Regions from separate parts of the Mus musculus genome. Here region 1 is linked to region 2. The links are chromatin contacts, called in public Hi-C maps. All regions are on one chromosome and are shown on one strand. The core of a region is the stretch at or near the end of the contact, and the rest is flanking DNA. Distances in the headings are between cores, read along the strand shown.

Region 1 (5,456 bases), core at 67-2,566, 65 kb after region 2:
TTCTATGGTATCTTCTGTACCTTAGATTCTCTCTTCTATCTCTTGTATTCTGTTGGTGATGCTTGTGTCTATGACTCCTGATCTCTTTCCTAGATTTTCTATCTCCAGGGTTGTTCCCTTTTGTAATTTCTTTATTGATTCTATTTCCATTTTTACATACTGGATGGTTTTGTTCAATTCCTCCATCTGTTTGGTTGTGTTTTCCTGTAATTCTTTAAGAGAGTTTTGTGTTTCCTTTTTAAGGGTTTCTACCTGTTTACCTGTGTTCTCCTGTATTTCTTTAAGGCAGTTATTATGTTCTTCCTAAAGTTCTCTGTCATCATCATGAGATGTGACTTTTAGTCAGAGTCTTGCTTTTCTGGTGTGTTGGGGTATCCAAGGCTCACTGTGGTTGGAGAACTGGGCTCTGATGATGCCAAGTAGCCTTGGTTTCTGTTGTTTATGTTCTTGCCCTTGCCTCCTTGCCGTCTGGGTCTCTCTGGTGTTAGCTGGTCTTACAGTCTCTGACTGTGGCTTGTCCCTCCTGCAAGCCTGTGTGCCAGTACTCCTGGGAGACCATTCTCTCCGGGGTGAATTTGGGTATGGAGAAAGACAGGTCTCACCCTCTGTAGCCCAAGCTGGATTTGAACTCATTGTGTAGCTCCTGACTTAAGTCCTGACTGCCCCTTGACCCTTGGAGTTCTGGGATTACAGGAATTTACAAGTGTGTTTGACTCATAAACTACACTTTTTGAAAGCTGTACTTTCTTAATCTAAAAGAATCATAAGATAGGGAAATTTTTAGAGTAAAATAATGTTGTACATTAATAGAATCATCTTGAATGATGCCAGTGGATGGGATAGAAGATACGCTAACAAGAGGAAAAATACAAGAACCCTTAGGAGGGAAGAGCCTCGGCTTCCCCCTCTGAAGACATGTGTGTTAGGGTCTGTGCTTCTTCACTCTCCTGACCACACACAGGGCTGGTTCTTCTCGCTAAGGCTGCCCCACTCCTTTCTCCAAACCTAATGTGAGGGAAAAGTCTATAGCAGAAGAGAATAGGTCACCATTTAGGAAGGTGAACAGAGGATAGATAAATGACTGTTGAATTAGTCGAAGGAAGAGCTGCAAGCTCTGTGTCTGCACACAGAACTGCTAACAAGAAACAAATTGATTCATGCTGTGTATCCCAACGGATGCAGAAGAGCTGGAGGCATGGGTGCCTTGGAAGGCAGGCTTGGAGTGGGAGGTAAAAGCAAGGTTAGCTGTAGAAGGGGCAGCCTTTAAATCTCACTTCTCAATCCCAGCAAATGAGTCAGAATCAGAAGGCTTCATTTCTACAGTGCCTCAGCAAATAGCCTCCAGCCTGAGAAAGACTGTCTGTAAGACAGAGGTGCTGAGTCACTGACCTGGGAACAAGGCCTTCCAAGGAAAGGCACACACTGGCTATTGCATCCCTTTGTCCCTTCTTCCACTCAACTCACAGGTTTCTAGCAGCCAGACCGGTGTCCTTTTGGTAATTCTGGAGGTGGGATCTTTGGTCTTCTGCGTGATAGGCAAACCTGTGACCTCAGGACTACAGCCCCCTCCCAACCACTACCAACACTTCTGCTTAACAATATCTGTCTAGCAACAGCCATGGACATGAACGTGTTGCTTAGGATTCCTTGAAAAGAATATCTGTAGAGGAAATAGTCATGCTGAGCACACAGTTTTTCAACGAATGACTGAATTCCACAGAGATCTGGGCTTAACAGGAGGATCTGCCAATGAGATCTCCTCAGCAGTCTAGTCAAAATATTTCCTAAACAAATTTCTTGGGTCCTCGTACTTGATTCCTCTTCTCCCTGTCCAGTCACAGGAGCCAGGCTGCAGGTCAGTCTGGAGCCTCTCCCTTCCCTTTGCCCTTTATTACCATCACTCTGACTGACTACTCTGTCACTCCTGACTTTGGGTCTTCTTAGAGGATCTGAACCAACACAGTGGTTTAAAGAGTTTTCTGAGAAAAAATGGTCCTAACATGGAGTTTAGAACCTGGCTCATTCACTACCTGACTAACAAGGACCCCTCCCCAACCCCAGATCCTTCTCAGGGTGGCGCCTGAGTTTGGGTAATTGTTGGCTGAGGCAATGGCCAGAGCACTGCGGAGCTCATGGGTGGTGACCAAATGTTCCGGGAACCAGGAATGTGAATACCCTGTGCTTGTATAATGATTCCAAATAATCAGGCATTGACAAGCTAAGAGAACAATGCCCACCCCTCACTGTGGAGTTGGCCAGTGAATGCTAATTTGTACTGACACACTGCAGAGGGATGCTGAGAAGCCCAGAGCAACAAACACATCGAATGGCTGCTCATGGAAGCCAGAGGTCCTCTTGCTGTTACTGGAGGATGAGCACAGTGAAGGGGCAGACCTTGGACCAGATAGAGCTGTGGAACTATCGATACATCTAAATACAGAGGCAAGGAAGGTTCATGACACTAAGGCCAATGTAATGGTTTATCTTCATGGTCAAATTAACTGGATTAACAATCACAGACACACACACACACACACCTCTGGGTATGAATATGAGGGTGTTCCAAAAAAGAAGAACAGAGCAGACAAGGCCTATCCTAAATATGAATAGCACCCTCCGAGGGCCTGGGTGCAAGACTGACTATAGAAGAACAGGCAAGAAGACTGTCAGCATTCAGCTCTCTGCTTCTTGACCGATGGTGCGATGGGACCAGCTACCTCATGGCTCTGCCACCACACCTTCCATCATGATGGACTATATACCCTTGAACTGTGAGGTAAATCACCCCTTTATTCCTTAAGTTGATTCTGTTCGACCTCTTGTCACAGCAATGAGAAACATCACCAAAGCCTTAACTCTGAGAATCCAGAACCCTGAACTCTGAAAGATGTGGATTATTTCCTCAACGCCGTTAGCTCTGCGCACGTCCCTACTCCCTAAGAACAGTCTGACTTGCTCTTCCCATTCATAATAAAAGCAGTGTTTCCTCTACAAGCACCTTCTCGTCTGCCTGTAGTCATGCGACTCATGATTAACCCTAGTGCAATCAGAGGATCAGAACGGGCTCAATCCCAATAAAGACAAATTATTACTCACTGAAGAAGCAGAAAGATGATTTAACAGGCGTCATTCGGGTGGAGCCAATAGGCTACCAAAAGAGGGAGATTTGAGGGGGTCCCATGTAAAGATAGATAGATAAGAATACATGGACTTGGTGGGACCATTTTGTAACACAAGAGTAAATCCGTGTTCAAGGTCCAGGCTTTGTGCCATGGTCACAGTTTAGAGAAGCTTAAACACGCATAGCCTCTACTGAGTAACATGAGAAGGCTTCCCTTCTATCCCCACAGCACAGCAATCTCAGCAGAAGAGGGAATGGAAATAATGTCAGGGCCGGAGATGGTCGATGACTTTAAGTAAACAGCGTTTCCTGGACACATCAGAGAGGCTGTGCATACAGACTCACAGAGATTATGCCAGCAGTCATAGAACCTATGCAAGCTCAAGCCAGACAAAATCCCAGAATTTGGGGTGGAGGCATGAACCCCATCGCTAACTGAGGAGCTGCTGGTCCATCACAGCCAAGTTTCTTTAATGTTGGAAGCCCTGATAAGTTGACTGTACTCGAGGGCATGGCACACTCGCAAGAGAAGCTGGATAGCATAAATCGGACTCCATGAGCTTTTTGTTCCTTTAAGAACAAAACCCTAGGTTGGGTACATAACAAGGGGAGGGTGAAGAGGGTGGGCCTACAGAAATGGGAGAAGTGAATGACCATGATCTAACTATACTGTGTGAAGTTCTCAAAGAATCAATACAAATATTATTTTAAAAACACACAAGAAGATGCCTACATCCCCTTGTACTGGCCGAGGAAGACCCAAAATGCCAAACAGAAAGGTGGAGACCCTGAGAATCAATGTAGGAAACCTGAAGTACTCTCTGGGGGCACCTGTGAGAGGCTCAGGGGATAGTTGCCGGTCCTTTATGAAAGATTCTGGCCAGAGAGCAAAGAGTGCTGTGTAGAATACAGAAGTACTACACAAAGCTTTACAAAGCACCTGAGGTAAAATGGAGCACAAAGGTAGAGAAAGTCAATGAAAGCGGCTCCAAAGCCACAGTCCTCGTGGAGCTGGGTGGTTCTCTTGGTGTCTGCCTTACTGAGAAGGGCATCTGGTTATGTTGCAGCATCCGTGGAGTAAGCAAGGGCCAATTCAGAGGGAGTTAGTGAAGAACAAGCTACCCATGAAACAAAAAGCAATAAAAGTGTACTTTGTGGCACAACACAAATAATTATTAGTGAACAGCATATTTATTTAATAAACATTTAAGGAAAAATGGAGAAGAAAATATAAGGGCCGGGCAACCAAATTCTCCCAGTGGTTCTTCAGTCTCATCTCTTAAAGGAAGAAGGAATGTCTTAAGTGAGCCAGATATTGTGGCTCACATCTGTAATCCTAGAGGTTGAGGCTGGGGGATTGCCAAGGGTACAAGAGCAGCTTGGGATATAGAGAGAGGTTATGGTAAGAGGGGTAGAGGGAGAAATGTCTAAAGTTAACATCACTACATGTTGTGGTTTGAATGCAAACCGTGTCCCCCTTCAGACTCAAGTGCTTAAAGACTTGGAAATGACACTATTCTGAGAGGTTATAGAACACACCTGGAGAACGTGATCTGATGTGGGCAGGGGTCATTGAGAGTGATGACTACTTCTAGTCCTAAAGCTCCCTGCTCCCTGATTCACCAAGAAGTAAAGACCCCAACCACAGGCTTCTACCACCATGTTTTTTTCCTCCCTGGCAGCCTGAAACATTAAATCTATGTGTGTTTCTTCACTTAAGTTGCTTTAGCAGATAGTTTATCAAGGAGAAGAGACATACAGTAAATATACTTAGAAACACAACGGTAGGTAGCAACGTCAATGAGGAAGGTCTATGTGATGCTGGGAAGTCAGGTCTTGGAGGTGGACAATTGCGTGTGTCCTTATTTGTCCTTGAGCCAGCATACTTTTTTAAAGCTTGGTACATGGATTGCTTTGATTAAAAATAAATAATTGAAGATTGTCCTGGGTGACTTTTAACTGCCAGCTTGACATAGCCTAAATCCAACTGTAGTGCCAGGTTAATGTTAGTGATACCCAAAAAAAAAAACCAGACAGGAGCCAATCTGATACAACTCACAGCAGGAACTTCATTCTATTTGAGCTAGCTTGGGCCCCCACAACCCACCACCATCACGCAGGATGGTTTTGGTGGAGAGAGGAGTCCCGAATGTCTATCAGGACAAGGCTTTGTAGTAAGAAGCAAGCAGGGAGTATGTGTGCAAGCATCTAACTGGAAAGCTGCTGTGGCCTTTAGCATATTTGCTCGGTGCTGGGAGTCATATCATAAACTTAATTTCCGTTCTCCTCTGCATTGTTGGTCGTTATGCAGGAAGTGGACTTGTAACCCAGGTTT
Region 2 (5,802 bases), core at 1,624-4,123:
ATAGGTGGTAGAGGTTAATTGGTTAGCTGTCAAAATTCCCTGTAAAAATTCATGCTTCTGAGGCCTAGCTTTCTAAATCTTATCCTTCATCTGAAGTCTTTGGTCCAATGAGAAAGAGGCCCACATCAGGTCTAAATAGTGCCTGTCTTGAGGCTATACTCCTAACTTATGAGAGGTGTCTACCATGTCACCCTAGGAATATTGGCCATCGGGTGACTATGCCACACAGGTATGTTTTCCAAGAATCCTTCCCCTTCTTCCAAATTCTGCAGAGCTCCACCCAGTTGCTTATTTGACCCTTCCTGTGCTCAGAAAGCCATCAGCCAGAGTTTCAGAAGGTTGCGGCTGCTTTGATGGCCAAATTATCTTTCAATCAAATTCCAGGAGATTACTGATAAATATTTAATGATATACTTTCTAGGGGAGAAAACAAGACAACCACAGGTGGGAAAAAAAAAAGAAGAAACACTCTTCTTTGTGACATCTGCCAAATTTGTCAGTGTAAACACTCCTATCCTGGCCAGTTCCAACATCCTGTGAAGTTACTGAGAGGGGAAATTAAGAAGAAATGCTACTTGGTGCCTATGAGCTGGTACAAACCGCCTCTTGCACACGAGCAAAGAGACCCCTCTGGAGGAATAGGACTGCCAACCATTATCTCGATCATTTCTTTGTCTTGTTTCCATCAAACAGCTAATCCCCCAGGTGTTCCAATCCTTTAAGCCAGTCTCTCTTCTTAGCTAAAGGTCTTGATGCTTGTCTAGTTTAAGTAATGCATGTAAGAACAGAACCAGGTTGATAGGCAAGAGACTATGTCACCACCCCCTTTCCCAGCATACTCCCAGAGCTCTGAGCTCTACCAGTTTAGGGGAATTCATCTGGAACAGTCTAGATTCCTGGGAGCCACATGGCAAAGCTCTTGTCACACAACTGTTTTCTCAACATGTTGAGGAAGGTTGCGAAGAGCACCATTCTCATCCACTCTGAAGCGCAGGCTTTTAGCCGGGCAAGAGGGCGGTTCTCAGCAACTCCATTAATGTAGCAATAATGGCCCAGGCCCACTTCAGTGCAGGGCTCAGCAACCACACTACATTGGGAACCCTTGCTCTGGCAGGATGCTTCATAAAAGCGTTTCTCTCAGCGCTGAATGTTCCCTCACTTAGGCTGCCTACCCACAGCTAAGCTATGAGTCACACCACTTAAGTGGCTGCAGGTCTTCAGTCTTGCTTTGCTCTCTGTCAATACCTTCCCCAGTCCCCATGTTTTCTCTCTGTGCCTGGGTGGAATGTTATTCTGTCTTAGTTCGGAGAGCCCTAAAAGATTCTTTTGTACATTTCCTCTCCAAGAAGAGTGCTTCCATTTTTCATTTTAATCTGTTTTATGATGCAAATCACAGCCTAATGGAGATGTGCCACTCTATCTTAATGGACTCATGATTTCATCAATAAGTTCCTTTCGTTTTGATGGGAGAAATAGGCCTAGAATTTCCTGGGGTTTCAACAATCAAGTTGTTAAAGAAATAGAAGAAAAGATGAGAGCCAACGGGGAGCCTCTGAAGGCAGAGGACTAAGTCACTGGCAGTTTGTCCAGGCTCCTGAATGCCGCGTGTCTCTCTGACCATCAGGTCTTTGTGTAGGACCCAGTGATTCTTCCAGCTTTGACTCCTCGTGACCACTACTGTGTAGCTGCTGCCTCTGAACTGAAACATGTCCCCCTGGAGACCTGAGAGAGAATAGGGGCTCTTAAGACTCAAGGAGTTAGCAAAATTAGCAAACCCGTGAAACCCAGCCAGCCCAGGAAGCTCGGCGAGACTTAGTAGGAACACACCTTTCTCTAGTTCCCTTTACATTACTCTGATAAGCACCAGGACCAAAAACAACTTCCAGGTAGCAGTTCATCTCTGAGGGAAGCCAATGCAGGAACTTGAGACAGGAACTTAAGTCAGGAACTATCTCAAGCGCAGGTCCTGTGCATGGAGGAAGACTGCATGCTGGTTTACTCTCTCCCTCACTCCCAGCCAGCTTTGTTACATAGCCCAGGGCCACGTACCAAGTAATGGTACCACCCACAGGGGACTGTGCCCTCTGACAATAATCCACAATTAAGACACTTCCTCACAGACACGGCCACAGGTCAATCTGAGCTATCTGATTCCCCAGTGGAGTCTCCCCGAGATGACTCTGGGCTATGTCACGTTGACAGCAGAAGTTAATAGGGATAGGCCCCTTTCCGGACTGTATAAGCAATAAGCAATTGCTGTACAAGATGAAACTCTTTAATGGGTTACCTTAGAGTTGGGCAGGGAGTCCCAGGGATGCAGCTCTGGTGAGTCATTTGGGGGTTACAGCTGCTTTTAAGCCACTCACGTTCTTTCAAGCAGCTCCTTGCAATGTTTCTGTATGAAACCCCAACAAATTCCTTGGCCTCTTAAGCTGAAATACAGTAGAATAATTTCTATGACCTGAGACTGGTGCCCTGTCTGGTGTGATGTTTGTTGTCATCTCTGCTGGAAAAATCTCTGAAAGGCATGCTGGGAGCTTTGGCTATATAGTAACACTGGTGTGTGTAAATGCACTGGTGTGTGTAAATGCACCGATTGTCTTCAAGGTAAATGTGACAAAGCAAGTCTCAGTACTCCACCGCAGGTAGACAGGCAGCACAAACGTTGAAGGGGCCTTAACTTAAAGCTTGGAGTTTGAAGTACAAAGCGTTGGACTTCAGGCATCAAGCTCCATTGGGGAATAAGACAGGGAAATATCTTTGATAGGCATTGGTCCATTTGTGGCTCCACGCTCACATGTGAAGGGAGTCATGACTTACTTCCCTCTGAGTGCAAAGGCTCCACGTAGGCTCAGCAGGAATGGGGAGGGACACCACCTCCGTCTTAATCATTGATGTCTGTAGCTACATATCCTAACCCGGAATGCGTCCAGAATGGAACCGCCCACGCTCTGTCTTTTTTATGACCATGTCTCAATTCATGACAGCAGTTCACAAGGCTACAACATGCAACAGACTGTGGAGTCCTGGTTGCTCCTGCCGGTTGCCTGCTTCTCACTCATTGTCGAGTCCCATAGACTTCTTGTCTAACCTCCTCCCACATTTCTACCGTTTAACGTGCAGTCCCAACAACCACTGCTCAAATTCTATCTTCCTTTTTGCCTAGTCTGGAAGAATGTTTGTTTCACAGAATGCTTTTAAACGATCAGCAAAGCGGGGACAGGTTGTTGCAGGCTCTTTCTTCTGGTTGTCTTTGACCCATCAATGGTACTTTAATGTTCTATGCACACCCTACTGAGAGTTTTAAAACAACGAGCATCCTGTCAATCTCAAAGACTGTGACATTCCAATCGCCTTGTCACTCTGCCTAGAATGTCTCACAGCCCCTCTGTCTGCAGGGGTGTTGCTGCTACATCTGCCCCAGTTACAGACCCCCTTAGACTTTGCTTGCCCACAATCCTTCCACCCAGACCCGGCCTCACCAAGCTCCATTTCCACCCCGACCCACTTTCCCTGACATCACCCTATAATAATTGATGTCTTTCACTTAGGCCCTGTGGCCATGGTAGCTCTTTCCCCTTCTGTGTCCTCTCTGACTCACAAGGGCTGCAACATCTGGAAACTAAATTTCCCAGAAATTCCTGCTTAGATTCTGCCAATGAAAAGCCTCAAGGGAGAGTTGGAGGTAGAGAAGGAGACAGACAGCTCATTGTTCCTCTAGCTGCAGGGTACAGGCTGCTGCAGATGGCTTCCAGGACTCCAGCAGACCTTCGCCTACGATGCCTGTCACAGCAAGCGCAAAGATCATCGCTGTCCTGCAATTCCCTGTCTGGCTTTCTAAATCCTTTTACAAACAAATTATTAGTCTTATAAATGGACAAGTCATATTTGCAAGCTGTCCTGAATTAAAAATGCAGCTCTCACCAACCTCTGTTTTCTGGGCCTTCTGTTCTAGTTTTAGTCTGAAATATCTCCCCCAGGTTGATGTTTTAAATTCTTCTTTCCCGGCAGGTGGTGCTGTTCTGAGAGGCTGTGGAACTCTCAAGAGGTGGGGATTAGCTGGTAGAAGTTGATCACTACACTTGGGAGGCAGAGGCAGGTGGATTTCTGAGTTTGAGGCCAGCCTGGTCTACAGAGTGAGTTCCAGGACAGCCAGAGCTTCACAGAGAAACCCTATCTTGAAAAACCAGATAGATAGATAGATAGATAGATAGATAGATAGATAGATAGATAGATAGATAGATAGATAGATAGATAAAAAGTTGGTTACTAAGAGTGGGTGTCTGACCATTTCCCCTAGCTCAGGGTCCTGACTGCTGTATGCTGGTCTTCAATCACGATGGGCTAAAAACCCTTGAAAACCATGAGCCCCGTCTTCCCTTGAGGACTTTCTGTCAGGTGTATGGTCAACAGTACAACATCATTAGTGTATGCCTTAAAGATGTGCAAATTTTGAACTCCTTACACTCAATAATTTCTTCTAGAAATGTTTGCAATCCTTTCTGTTTCATCAAGTCAGGTGACTAGGAAAGGGGTTTAAGCCAAGCCCAAGTTTCCAAGGGCAGAGCCGGCCTTTCCCCCTCTATAGCTCTATAGATCTGTAGGATGACATAGCTGCTTCTGTTCCTGAGTTGGAGTTTGACTCTTTTGCAAGAACCAAATCCTAGTGGTGGATCCCAGTCCACTTGGCTGAGACACAGGTGCCTTTCTTAAGTTTCACTGGCTTGTCAACTCTCAGCCTTTGATCCCTCTGCCTTGTGAAGTTGTGCTATGAATTGGACAGACGTTCTGGAAGCAAAGGGCTGCTGAGAGAGGCCCACTAATGCCTGGAAACTTCTAGTTCTTTACTTACTTTTGGCTCCAACCAATGTTCATCACTAAAAGCTTGTCCCATATTTTCGGGGACGTGTGCTCTAAGTCGGCGACCACACCCTGGATCCTGCCCAGTCACCTCGTGGCTTCTAACCTCTCTCCTGCTTTGCGTAGCCTCCTTCTAGCCAAGCTTGCCATGGTTAGAGCATTAAAGCCAATAAGTACTATTTCAACTACTCGAATCTCTTGTCTACTCTATTATTTCACCCCGGGTCCTTGTAGCCAGCTCCCTGTGGCACCGGGGTCACGGGCGCGAGTGCCGCAATATTTAACACAGAAGCTTGATGCTAGTCTAAAGCAATCGATGGCAGACCTTCAGATTCCGGCCACTTCCTGCCCCTTTTAGTGATGTACTGCGGTGTGTCCGTATGTTTAACTTTCTCCTCGCCCGCAGTATTTTTAAGGGCTTATTTACTGCCCCGCTGAAGCTCCTGTTCCATATTTCGGGGGAACTGGCCTCTCCTACCATTGCTTGCTCTCTCACGCCCGCCCCCCGGAGCTCCTCTGTGATTCTGAAAGAGTCCTTTCTTTTCTCTGGCTCCCTCTCTGCTTTTCCTCTCTGGAAAATTTTCTAACCACATGTGTACATCTAGGACTACAGACCCTTCTTTAAGAGGTAATTTATGGAAAACCAATCCATGTGTATTACACGTGCCAATGTTAGAAGCCCATGTAATCATTTAATGCCAGGATCTGTTTCAGGCAGAAAGCAGGGAAGTCAGTCATTACGATGCCTGGACAGCCCTCGTGTCCACATGCAAAATGGACCGCAGAAATCATACCAAAATAGAACAGCAGCAGCTTCTTACTGGCCTCTCCTCTTCATATTTAAGTGGAAATAATTTCTGCTAAAAGCAAGATACAGATACAAACACACTACCTAATCTTCTTGGAAATATCTTTCAAGAGAGTCCACCCACCTATCACGTT

The links. A called contact is a pair of places that touch in the nucleus more often than the background predicts.
Region 1: a contact with region 2 is called in a Hi-C map of adipose-derived mesenchymal stem cells, with 1.8 times the contacts expected there. The contact joins two enhancer-like sites. A contact is called at or near these places in 6 of 484 Hi-C or Micro-C datasets (the N1E-115 cell line, adipose-derived mesenchymal stem cells, embryonic fibroblasts and 2 more) and 2 of 115 datasets of contacts at active chromatin or transcription factors (embryonic fibroblasts and neural progenitor cells).

The regions. Positions count from the first base shown.
Region 1 is chr14:120,210,600-120,216,055 of GRCm38.p6, forward strand. No RefSeq gene overlaps it. Among named protein-coding and RNA genes, the nearest start is that of Gm41250, 60 kb to the left of the region's middle. Within about 2 kb of position 1,317, at least 28 of the 459 cell types and tissues checked have an H3K27ac peak or open chromatin away from gene starts, as enhancers often do. A contact at or near this core is called in adipose-derived mesenchymal stem cells, where this site is marked.
Region 2 is chr14:120,143,573-120,149,374 of GRCm38.p6, forward strand. No RefSeq gene overlaps it. Among named protein-coding and RNA genes, the nearest start is that of Gm4681, 4.3 kb to the left of the region's middle. Within about 2 kb of position 2,874, at least 49 of the 459 cell types and tissues checked have an H3K27ac peak or open chromatin away from gene starts, as enhancers often do. A contact at or near this core is called in adipose-derived mesenchymal stem cells, where this site is marked.